2 separate regions of the Gossypium arboreum genome follow, and region 2 is linked to region 1. The links are chromatin contacts, called in public Hi-C maps. All regions are on one chromosome and are shown on one strand. The core of a region is the stretch at or near the end of the contact, and the rest is flanking DNA. Distances in the headings are between cores, read along the strand shown. Region 1 holds the start of LOC108453317 (glyoxylate/hydroxypyruvate reductase HPR3-like). Region 2 holds the start of LOC108457673 (polygalacturonate 4-alpha-galacturonosyltransferase-like).

What was found. Hi-C and Micro-C count contacts between places; a contact is called where the count stands out from the background.
Region 2: a contact with region 1 is called in a Hi-C map of leaf, with 2.4 times the contacts expected there. The contact joins the promoter of LOC108457673 here to the promoter of LOC108453317 in region 1. A contact is called at or near these places in 2 of 5 Hi-C or Micro-C datasets (both in leaf).

Annotation. Positions count from the first base shown.
Region 1 is chr7:69,917,737-69,924,184 of ASM2569848v2, forward strand. It overlaps LOC108453317 (glyoxylate/hydroxypyruvate reductase HPR3-like), which reads left to right and starts at 4,398. Exons shown (of 3, transcript XM_017751389.2): 1 at 4,398-5,077; 2 at 5,161-5,701. The coding sequence starts at 4,598. LOC108488790 (probable carboxylesterase 9) reads right to left here and starts at 140. Exons shown (of 1, transcript XM_017793079.1): 1 at 1-140. The coding sequence starts at 140. LOC128295579 (a long non-coding RNA gene) reads right to left here. Exons shown (of 3, transcript XR_008286106.1): 3 at 6,077-6,284.
Region 2 is chr7:70,324,819-70,331,422 of ASM2569848v2, forward strand. It overlaps LOC108457673 (polygalacturonate 4-alpha-galacturonosyltransferase-like), which reads right to left and starts at 5,292. Exons shown (of 12, transcript XM_053031188.1): 1 at 5,132-5,292; 2 at 4,739-4,792; 3 at 4,493-4,647; 4 at 3,980-4,014; 5 at 3,815-3,874; 6 at 3,567-3,701; 7 at 3,396-3,462; 8 at 3,269-3,309; 9 at 2,855-3,189; 10 at 2,383-2,740; 11 at 1,646-2,227; 12 at 732-1,313. The coding sequence starts at 4,634. The coding sequence ends at 1,023. It overlaps LOC128295523 (a long non-coding RNA gene), which reads left to right and starts at 273. Exons shown (of 2, transcript XR_008286006.1): 1 at 273-401; 2 at 529-730.

The sequences.
Region 1 (6,448 bases), core at 3,148-5,647:
GTGACATCTTTAGAAACAGTGGGGTTACCTGGAATTATGTCGGGGTTGGCTTCGGTGCTGGGGAAGTTGGTTAAGCGAGTGATGGTACCGTCTGGGTTGAGACGTATACTGAGGTGCTGGTATGGGTCGAATTTCGACATTGTTATGGTGAGATTTGTGGTGTAAATTCGAAGAAGATAGTTAAATTGCGATACTTGTTCGTGGCATATGACCCATTCAAAAGGCTGCCTTTGTCGCTGTTAGAAATTTGCGATAACAGAATTCCTGAAACACCTGGATTTTTTGATGCTTGGAACTAATTTTTAGTCTTAAGATTAGGATTCTTTGAGGTAATCTTAGAGTTGTTGACTTTTTTACATTCGTTGCTTTATTTCAAGCTCTCATTTTGAATACTTCCATTTGTTATTGTTGACGAAAAAGTTCAGTTTATGGGTTTGCTTGAAAAGATAATGCTTGAGCTCTATTTGGCTAATCAAGCAAGTCATCTAATCATGCCTATTTTTGGGTGGGAAAATAAGCTATAATGTGTTTGAGTAACAACTTCAATTAAAATTCCCTAAATCTTAAACTTAGGTTTGTACCTCAATTGATAATGTGTTTAGAAAAAGGTACTCAATTTCATTATCTTACCCATTTTAGTACTCAATTGGAACAATAAATTTTTAGTTTTATTCCTATGCAAAATTTTAACTGATATTGATCATATTAATGTGAACGGATTGATTTCGATTATATCAATAGGTACAAAATAAATTAATTTTAAAATACAAATGTAATTATATATTTGGACTTATTAAATTATGAATTGTTATATGACTAGTATAGTATGATTTTATTGTTTAATTTATGAAATAATTTTTTGATTTTTGATTTTAAATTTGTTTAATGATGGATTATATTTATAGAGTTTATTAAAAAATATTCTATATAATAAATGAATATTTTATATGTGAGATTTATTTAATCTCATTATTTGATATTTATAAATATTTTTATATACATATATCAAGTATTTTTTAAAACCAACGATAAATTTGAAATGATATATTAAACAAATTAATACTTACACAAACCGGTACCAGCAAAAAAAAAAAAAAAATCCACCATTGTGATAGCTACTACATGTTTGGATAGCAACTCTAATTGAAATTTAAATATTCTACGCACATCACATCTGTCATTTTTTATTAGCCTTTTCCTAACTCATAAATAGGAGTATAATGCACTCGAGCGCACTCAAAACTCACTCATGTTCTCTTATATTAGCAACAATATCCATGCCAATCAATAGAAAGAAAATAATGTTAATTATCTATAAACAATATTATATATATCTAAATAATATTTAGATAAAAACATGCCTTATAAATATAATAACATGTAAATTTAAGTTAAAAAGCAGAATAGAACATTAACCTTCAAGCATTGATATTTAATTCTTTTTATGTGTATCAATGTTTATATACTCTTTAACAATTGATGAACATAAGAATCTTTTACACAAAGGCCCGCATATATAGCACAACCATTAACTTTTTCATCAAAAACTTCCTTTCAATATTAATGTATCTTTCAAACAAGCTTTTTTAATGTCTTTCAATTAAAGACAAAACACAAAGAAGCGTTAATTGGATTAGTTGTAGCAAAATGTCCGCATCAAATGTTAAAATTTAACCATCATGCTTTCAACAACCAACTTTATGAAAGCACCATTTTTTTTTCCATTAAAGATTTGAGTTATGAATTTATTAGTTGAAGATAAAATAAACCACTTTAAGGATAAAATTTACATTCTCCCTTATTCTTAAGAAATTGGCGATAAGTCCTTTAAAAATTGATGTTATCTTTTATGTATTCTATTTCAAACAATTGTTCATTAGAATTTAATGAATAAATCTTATAGTTATTTAAGGTTAAAAAAGTAACATAAATGTGAAAACAAACCCAATATAAATGATTTTCATGTCTAATGATAATGTCCTATAAGACAAAATTATAAGATGGAACCAAGTCTCATTTGATGCTACAACATCATTAAAATTCATATGTCTTTTGTTAAAGGGTTAACAAAATGTATTTAATGATCACTTTTTTATCTTTAAAATGTTCTTTTATAACTAAATACTTATTGGACTGTTACTTATATTTTTTAACCATGAAAAGAATAGATAAATTATCATAATCCATTTTAATGTCTTACACATAAAATAAATTATTCTATGCCTTGCCACAAAACTCTTCAACCATAAACCATTTAAAGTTGCCTCAAAATAAGAAACCAACCCAATCTTCAAGGTAGAAGTAACACTCACTCATATCATTCATTTTGGAATTCTCAAAAAGAAATTGTTTCACTTTATATCGCAAATTCTTATCATTGGTAGCAAGTAAAATTTACTCGCACTAACCTTTTAATCGAAGCATTGATTCATGATGTTTTCTACAAAATTAAATAATAAAAAAATGATATCATGTAATTTTAAATATCATTAGCGAGAGACTTGTTTTAATCTATATATAAATTTTTAAGCTTGCATACCAATTGTGTGAAAAATCCTTTTGGTTATTTCATATAAACTTCCTCATCAAGATTTTCATCAAGAAATGTTGTTTTCACAACAATTTGATATAGTTCCAAGCCAAAATAGGCAACTAACGCCATAATAATATGGAGATTTTCTTTCTTAGATAAAAGAGAAAAGGTTTATATTCCCTCCTTTTGAGTGAATCTTTTGGTGATAAGTCTTACTTTATATTTCTTAATATTGCATAATGAGTCCCTTTTAGTTTTAAAGATCTATTACATCCAATGGGCTTTTCACCCTTAGGCAAATCAATAATACCCTAAATGTCATTAAATTTCATAAAATTCATCATTTCTTTCCAGCATTAACCCACCAATCAAATGCTCTACAACTCGTGGCTTGTAAAAAATTTTCAACATCTTTTTTAGCTCCAATGTCATAATTAGCTTATTGTCTAGATACACAATAGAGTCACTAGGTATGGTTCATTTATTAGTCCTAGTTTATCTTCATAATGTTGTATTAACATTCTCTTGAGGAACTTGTTCTACAAATGGTTGTTTAATAGCTTCTGGTAATTGTTGGGCAGCCTGATCTACTTAACCACCATAAACAATTTGTGGAAACTTAATGATTGGTTGTCTAACACCCATTTATATTTAAGGAATATTGTGAATGACAATCAATATTTCACTTGCAATGGGGGTTTGAACGTAACACCGCAAAATTTTTTTATAAGACATATAGTATTGTCCTAAGATAAAAAAATAGTGAAATTTCAAAAAAATTGGAAATTGAGTCAAATAAAGAATATTGTGGATGTGAGAATGTTGAAAAATGACTTAATTGCAAATTCTAAAAGAGTTGAAAGAATAAAGTGTAAATTATACCAAAAGAGAAATATAAATTATTATTAATTATTTGGCATGAAAGAATATAGTGGAATATGTATTTTGTGATGAAAATCACTTTTGGTTTCAAATTAGAAATATTTGAAAGTACATATATTAAATTATAAAATTTTCATTTTTAATGAGAAAATGAAAAAGTGTAATTTTCATCACCCAAGAATTCATATTAAATGTTAAGTGTGAATTATGAGATTTGAGTTGGAGGTAGCGATAGTGAGGGAAGCATAAGAGAAAGTTAAAATTTTAATATTTTTATTTATTTTAATATTTTAATATATTTATTTCTTTTATTTATTATTATTTTTGAAAAATAATTTCTTAAAAATATTTATATATTTTTATTTATTACTTTAAATTTTTAAAATAAGATCAAATTGAGACTATTTGTAAATTGAGGGTTTATTTTAAAATTATGATTAAATCAATATAATACGCAAAAATTGAGTGCTAAATTGTTATTATACTGATTTTTTAATTGCCATGTCACTCTCTTGTCGATACTTGACGACACCTAATAAATATAAAAACAAAAAATGATGTTGCTTAATTAAGTGACTAATTTTAAATAAAAAAAATCATAATTGTTGAAAAAAAAAGGATAATAAAAAGTTCTCAACCCGTGTCAAATAGTAAATAAATAAAAAACTTTGACTTGTCGGAATTAAAAAAAAAAAATTAAAGATTCAAATTAAGCCCAACTTTTTAAGGTTTACTCACATAAAGACTCAACTTTTAAAAATGATTACAAGAGCTTAACTTTCATAAACATGTTTAAATGAAAGTTAAACTTTTCAAAATGATCAAAACATTTTTAAAAGTGCTAAATAGAAGTTTATGTTTTTTGTATGTGCAAGGTTTTATTTCAAATTATATTCTATTGGCTTTCTTTTCTTCTCAACTAATATATTATTATTATATGTTTTATTATAAACAAATCTAGCATTTACCTAAAAATTAGGTGCATAAAAACCATTCTTTGAACACTTCTCTAAAGTTCAAACCATTATTTAATCATTTATAAAGGTTTCACCCTCTCAGCTCAAATTAGAACATTTACCCATAATGTAAAGAATCTTACAAATTATACCAAAACAAAAACAAAAATCTTACATAATCCGCACCTATCGCACACGGCACCGGTGAAAAGCACTAACAAAGCAAATGGCAGTAGCAGCTGAAAACCAATCTCAGCCTCCCCAAAACGACTTGCCCGATGTCCTCATCTTGAAACCCCCGACAGCATTCAGCATTTTCGGTGACCATTTCTTCCACTCACCCAAATTCCAATTCCTGAAACCGTTCGAATCCCCACTCCCTCTTCCCCAGTTCTTGCTCACCCATGCACAGTCCGTACAAGCCATTCTCACATCAGCTAGCGGTTCTGTCACCGCTGATACTATCCGCCTTTTGCCCCGCCTGGGTTTGGTCGTTACCACTAGCCAGGGCATTAACCACATTGATCTCTCCGAGTGCCGACGCCGTGGCATCGCAGTGGCCGGCGCTGGAACCATTTTCTCCACTGATTGTGCGGATTCCGCGGTGGGATTGTTGCTCGACGTTCTGAGGAAGGTTTCGGCAGCCAACCGCTATGTCAAGCAAGGGCTATGGTCTACCCAAGGAAACTATCCTCTTGGCTATAAGGTCGTAATCTTACCCTTTTTTCCCCTCACATTTAAATTATGTACGTATTGTCTGATTATAATTTGGTAATTGAAAAATTTCAGCTTGGTGGTAAGCAAGTGGGAATTGTTGGATTAGGAAGTATTGGAACAGAAGTCGCTAAAAGACTGGAGGCATTTCCCTGTTCTATTTCATACAATTCAAGAAGCAAAAAACCTTCTGTACCGTACACTTTTTATCCCAATGTTGTTGAACTGGCAGTTAATTGCGACGCCCTTATAATTTGCTGTGCTTTAACTGATGAAACACACCACCTGATTGGCAAGGAAGTGTTGTCAGCGTTGGGGAAGGATGGGGTCATTATTAACATAGCTCGTGGACCCATCATTGATGAGAAAGAATTGGTGCAGTGTTTAATTAAGAGAGAGATCCGAGGTGCGGGCTTGGATGTGTTTGAGCATGAACCTGATGTTCCTGTTGAGCTCCTTGCATTGGATAATGTAGTCATGTCTCCTCATAATGCTGTTTGCACAACGGAATCTCTCGAAGAGTTGCGTAAAACTGTGGTCGGAAATTTCGAAGCCTTCTTCTCAAATGAACCCCTATTAACTCCTGTTCCTTTGGATGATCGGCCCCATTCGTCAGGTTAGCTATTTACAAATTTCTCTAAGGGTGTTGTAATTCTCGACATCATGAATGGTATCTGTTTTGTTCTGTTGTTTTTATATTCCGCACTACAAAATCACGCTTGTATAAGAAATTGCTGTTGTCGAATAAGCTGATATGGCATACTGCGAAGTTAAAAGATATAGGTTGAGATCCTTTTGTAAATTTTTACGCCAATATCATATCAATGTCTTCCTCTTACCCATCCATCTCTCTTATTGATCTTATTGAAATTGACCATATGACGCCCTCTACTCAACCCGACCAGATCCGAGTATTAGGTGTTATTTCCAATAACAAATTTTACCTAAACTTTTTCTACTCGCCTATGTAACTATACTAACAATAACAAAATTTCTTTAATATCTTTCTCCTAAAATACCTTGTATATATTATTACGATTAACTCCATATACAATGTATGTTTACCTTTACATTTTGAAATAAACCATGAAGATAATTTTTCCTCTTCCTTCATTCTTCCTCCGTATGCGTAACAACTTAGTCCACTGTTTCCTAGCATAACCCTGACATCGTCTCCCGACGCACTATTATTTATACTCCTGAAATCAGATACATTCATAGTAAGTTCATAAGAACTTAGTGAGACAACTTTCACGCAATTATTTATTATTTCTTGTTAAGCTTAGAGCATTGCACTTTACTTCTTAAGCAGGTACTTACTAAAATTAGTGTTACGAATATTAAACCTTCACTTACTGTATCC
Region 2 (6,604 bases), core at 4,042-6,541, 410 kb after region 1:
TGGTTGGAACAAGTCATAGGTGATTTTTGTGCTTTTTTTTATTAATTTTTAAGTGATATAAGAGATTTACCTAGGAATTAATTTAGATTATTATTAAGAAATTATTTTTCACTTTAGTTACTTTTATTTTCAGCCTATTGATAGGCTTAGTCACCACCCTCATTATTCATTAAATAAAGTAAATTTTTCTTAGTGAAATTTTGTTTTTTTGTTTTTGATGCAAAGATTGCTCAAGGGTTCCAGCGATTTGACTCTTGTTTTCTTTTGCAGATTGTTATTTTTCAAACCTTCCAAAGTTGCAACGTTTTTAACCTTCAAAACTCGATCATTGATGTTTCTAAGAGTCCTTCGCTTAAGGATTTCACAGGGGAAAATCCATCCGAACATTGATGTTTTTGAGAGTAAGTCATCAAAGGGTGCTATAGGACATTCAATCATTTATTTTTTTGTTTAGTTCTTTTATTCTACTTTCTTTATTATCTATTGTTCAAATCTAACTTTATTTACTCCAATTTTTTTTTTTTTCAGATTTGAATCATTCAATTTGGCACAGTAATTCCATCCCTCACTGATTAATACATCTCTAAACCCTTTGTTTCTTTTCTACTTTCATTTTCTTTTTAGATTTTATTTCATCAATTAAATTCTAATTTCCTTTGTTAATTTGTCTTGGATCTTGGGTTTCTTTATCGAGCAATAATTCAAAAAGAAAATTGCTTCAGAAAACAAACTTAGGAATTTCAGTCTTTATAATATATACACGTTAAATCCAGCAAAAGGAGCTATTGTTCAAAAAATATAGTGGACCAAGATTTTCACTATTCTACTAAAATTGGACAAGGGTGAAAAAATCATGGGGTGTCTTAAGTACAGAGGTTAGCCTGGCGTACAATTTGTTAACTCGTTCCAATGAATGAGAAGCTTAAGGGAATGAATTTAATGAATTACAAGGAAGAATAAACAATAATGTGGGAATAAGAAGAGTATAGAAAAAATAGAAGGAAAAAGAAAACAAAATGTCACTAATTATAATCTGGTTCATTCCTGAACTTGCAACTGTGAAGGTAGGGATGATCATACTTGATGTACTTGGTCCAGTATGATCGATATTTCGTCATGGCCAACTCCAGCCAAGGTTTCATGTTGCCATTGTAATGGATAACTGCTGCACTTTCAATTTCTTTCTTGTCTACATTTGGATTGTAGCCAAGACCAAGTACATGCCATGATTTCTGAAGTGGATGTGTTAGACCATAAAATGTGATCAGCCCCGGAGGAAGTGTCCCCAGCTTCCACAATGCTCTATCTTCATTCTGATAAATATTCAAACAAATCAAGAAAAAAAAAAAAAAAAGATCAGAACATACAACAAATTATCCTTTGAAGTCGTGAGAAGTCTTCAAATGTCGTCTGTCTCCCAAAGGAGTCAACCTGCCCCTCAAAACCTATAATACCATCAGCTTTGCATATATAACTTGAGCAACATGTTCGCTAGAAAGTTATTTGCTAATTGGAAAACTTGTGGGTTTAATCCGTCAACAACTAAGTGATTTATCTCCATGAAAGCATGAAAGGTGGTGTGTGTATATGTGAAGGAGAAAATAACTAGCATGAAATCAAAACTTCCTTCTTTCCATTAACTCACCATATTTTGCCACTTGTGGTATATGCCAGTGATATCCTTCTTTCTCCAAACCTTGAGATCAAACATGTTCATTCCATATGCCCACCCACAAGCATTAGGATCAAAGTTCTGTGAAATATGAGGATTTGAGAAGTTCAGATACTTGTCAAAACGATGAAAGCTTTCACCGCAAGTTTCTACTGCACCATTCACTTTTCCATGGAGATCTACAGACCATAATCTAGTCAAGTCTTTCTGGACAACAATGTCATCATCAAGAAAGAGGATCTTATCTAACTTTGGGTAGACCTGTGGCAGATAGAACCGCAAGTGATTAAGCATTGAGAGATACTTTGGGTTTCGATACTTCAAGTTCGAAGATCCAGAATTGGTTGGCTGATCTGCCTTGAAGTAGTACTCCTTCATCGCTGCAGTCTCAAGCTGCCGGAGGACAGGGCAATAGGATGAATTAAGCCACTTGAATTCATCAACATTTTCAACATTGATGGTGGCTTTTCCAGGGGGATTCAACAGAAACCACATGTTCATTGCTCCAAAATTAAGTTTATCAGTAACAAGATGGAAAACATGTTTAGAGGGATCCTGCAATACAACCAAGAAGAAAATTTTAGTGAAGACTGCATCTGAGCCTCAATTCTTATAAACATAACAATTCCTAATCAATGAGTGAAAAAAAAAGAAAAAAAAAAGTAAAGAACAACTGAGACAGCTATGCAAGTTAAGGCAGCTTTTATCACCTTGGCATTCATGATAGTTGAATTGACGACGACAGATGCAGCCAAGACATTATCAGAGAAAAGGGCATAATGGTAGAGTTTTGGATTTTCCAAATTCTCACTTCTAGGGAACTTTCTCTTCTCTGCGGGAAGGAGATAATATTCTATGGTCAAGCGCATCGACAAGCAATGGATTGCATTGGGAACTGTTTTGGCAGCTAACTGACTCAGGAACATGCTATCTTTTTTCAAGCTCATAACTTGTTCTACTGATGCCTGAAGCATTGCTCTGAGCTTTCCAAGCATCAACTTGCAATCATATAATTGCTCTCTTGCTTTGGCTAGAACTTTTTCCATTGCTTTAATTTTATCAGATGCACTGAGTAATTCACATGAGAATACAACATTAGAAACTGACAGAATCATCAAAAGCAAAACCTGGAGGAAACATGGACTACAGCACATAGCCAAGGAGATTAAAGACTTCCTTTACCTATGAGGTAGATCAGCGTCAGTTGTTGACTCTCCTAAGGCATGCTGACTCTCTTTGAGCCTAATCTGCAATTCTTTTCGCAAGTCAAGCTTGTTTTTCATGCTTGCAATAATTATATAAACCTTTGCCAGTATAATTTGATCACTCATCAAGCGCACTGTGGAATCAGAGTTCTCATTATCAATTTCTTTCCTCCACATATTATATTTGCCAAGAACTGCAGAGTCCACAGCTTTGGATCGTTCAATGGCTGCATTTTCAAGTTTCACAGTAGCTTCATCATCTTTTTGCACCAAACCAGCCACATGCTTCTCACGCCTATTATCTCTAAGTTGCTGCAGTCAGTAACATGCCTCTTATTATATAATTAGTTATAATACTAAAGCACTCAGTGAATCAAAAGATGATAATTACCCTTCGAAGTGTTGTAGTAAGCATATCATGTGAATGATCATCTGCATAGAACAGCCAGGTCAGCATGAAAGAAAATTCACCAATAGCATTAGGCATATCTATATTTAACAGATCAGAAATGCATTACCATTAGGAAGCTTTCCCTCTTTAACTTGAGACATTTCTTGTTTCAAGTCTGTAGCCTTTTGATTTGACTTTGAACAAGTGAGAATCATATAAAGATTAGTCAATCAGCAACTTTTTTTTTTCTTTGGAGGAGGGGTTGGGATAGATTTGACTACTGAGGTATGATCCTAACCTGAGAAGTAGCTTTATCCGCAACTGAAGACTCTACCCCAATAACTTTCCATGATGTAGACAAATTGCCTTTTCTGAAAGAATCAAGACTTAATGGCCCCAAATCAGCTGTACTAGTAGATACAACATCAATAACCTAGAATGATTTGAGTATGACATCAGATGATAAATATAATTGACAATTAAAGTCTAATGACAATTGGAGCAAGAACCATAATTTGTATAGAATATAATCCAACACGCACTCACCTCTTTAGTGAATAGGTTTTTGATAGATTGGGATGCCAGCCTTTCTCTCCAGTCAACATTCTGCAAAACCCATTTTAAAATAATGCAGATCTGGGTATAAAAGCTGTCACAGTCTGTCATCTAAGTTAAAAGCAATGCAGATGGATAAGGTTTTAAGGAAGAAACCTGTTTACCAAAACCACTTTGAACACTATCTTCGTCTGCACAAGAAACAAAAATTGGAACAAAGATCAGATGCAATCAAAGAACATAATTGAATTTACATCTAACTTTATACTCACAACACAATTCAACATAATTGAACAAAAGTTCTATTATGATGATAAATATTAGGTGAGATGGAGCAACGAATTGTAAGTTAAAATTGGACCTTAGTAGAAGCATCACTATTCACGACAATGTTGTGTAACTAAAGTTAGACCATTTGACTTCACAAATTTCTAGTAAAATGAGAAGCCAAAAACTTTTTTAAGAAATTCACTAATCAAAGCTCGGAATCAATTAAAAGATGAGGCACTTTTCAATTTTATCAGATCGAAAAGGACGCATTTATAAACTAATCAAAACAAATAATTAATTTATCATCATGCTAAAATACAAAATCAAAATCAAATATAAAGTTAGATCTGGTCAGTAGGTACTTAAAAACGCAGGGGGAAATTAAGAGAAAAAACGAACCAGAAATGTAAAGCCCTTGACCGACAAAGAAAACAAGTAGCGTCAGAATTGAGAAGAAAAAAAGAATCACGATACGCAATCGAGATCCAGAACTTCTGCTCCTTTGGACGCCCACACTGGATAGTCCCCGCTTCAACGCCATTGGCTATCAGAGCCTAATAAGAACAATAGCAGCAGCAAAATCACTTAAACATTAAAAAAAAAAAACGAAATTGCATAATCAAAAGGTGGAAAAAGGATAATTACAAGTTAACAGTGAGGAGATCGCGTGAAACTGAAAGCAGCAGATCCGTATCGAAGCTAGTTGGAATGGAAACCCATGGGAAAGCAAGCATAGATTAAGCGTTAATTAAATGCTTTTATCAGTAAAAAAAAAAAAGAAATTTAATAGTGCAGAGAGAAAGGGAAATGCAGGAAGATGGTGGAGTGAGGAACAAAATTATGTTTCTTGAAAACGAAGTGAGTGTAATTTAAAAGGAATGCGTTGGCCTAAACAAGCAAGAAACAAAAGAAACTTGAGATAACAGAAATTAATATATATATATATAGATACATATATATATAAAGAACAAGGGGATCTTCGATCTTGGTTCGGTTTTCGTTTTTTCCGTTGGTAAGGGTTATTTTTCATTATCTTACTATCGTCTTCGCTTTCATATGTTCATTCCTTCCGGAAAAAGATGATCTGAGAGATGGGATAATTATTTTAATTTCTCTTTTAGCCGACAAAGACGTTGCCGTTTTTATCGCCAGTCTAGCTTTATGAAGTAATGAGCCAGCCCACCTTATTCTACTCCATGCAGCTTAATTATTCTACTTTAATATAGTTTTATATTATATAAATATAATATTATCAAAAAAACATGGGTTTTGTACAAATTAAACATATTATATAAATATAAGGGTAAATTACACCAACAATTACTTAATTTTGGGTAGCAACAAAATAGTCATATTAGTTTCATTTTAGTCACTCAACCTTAAAAAATAACAAAACAGTCCTTTTTTATCCTTTTTCGTTACAAACGTAATGGCAAAGTGACATGACAGATGACAGCTTGCTTGGTATCATTAGCTGTCAAGTTGGCCGGTTAGCACCGATTTAAATAACCCTTTCAGCACCCATTTAGGGCTTATGTAATAGAAAAAGAAAAGAAAGAGGAGAAAGAGGAGGAGGAAGAGAAGAGAAAAAAAGGGATTTGGGGTGGTTTTTGTCCAAGGCAAAGGGGTTACCAAAAGGAAAGAAGGGTTTGTTGTCAAGGATTGAAGTAGGGCTCTTGAGAGATTTAGTGTCGAGAAAGGCTTTAAATTTTGGAGAATCGAAGAAAGATGAGTTTGGTTTAGTGCTATTCTGGGCAAGGGATGCTTGAGAGCTGTGATCAACTATTAAAGTTTGCTTCATGGTCACTACTCCAGACTTATTCTTCAGCATACTTACCTGTCCTCTTTTTATTAGATGGATATCAGAATCAAACCCCGCCAAATTTCTAATATGAAACAACTACAAAAATAAGGAAACAATTAGATTTTGACTAGAAAAAAAAAGAAACAAAAAACAGTAGGGAAGCAAAAGATGAAAAGGGAGAACCCAGATCTGAAAGCTCATTTTTTCTTCTTATCTATGTTAAGTGTTTTTCTTTTTCATCTTGTTTGTTTCCTTTGTGTAATCACTTTGTCAAACTTGTTAGGCAGAAAAGAAAGGAGAAGACAATAAAAAGAAATTAAAACCAAAATTAGGATTTAGAAACTGATAAAACACTAAAAACTCATATCTTTCTCTCTTTCTCCAGTTTTATTCTTCTTATTGTCCTTCAATCTTTTTTTTTTTTATTCTAGTTACTTATGTGCTGTTTTTATCAAAATTAGGTAGCGAAGACTTTTTTTTTGGCAATTTAGTATTTCAAGAAGAAATTTCTCCATGGGACAAAGTTTAGCCTTTGAAATTTATCCACAATAGAAGAAGAAGAATATTGGGGAAAAAATCCTAACCCAATTTAATGGTGGTGCAAGTGGTGGTGGCTAAAGTACTTGTCAATGTTGCCAGTTTATTTGTGGGGTCAGTTGTATAAGGGTTGTTGGAGACTTTGAGAGGAATATTATAGTCTCTTCTTC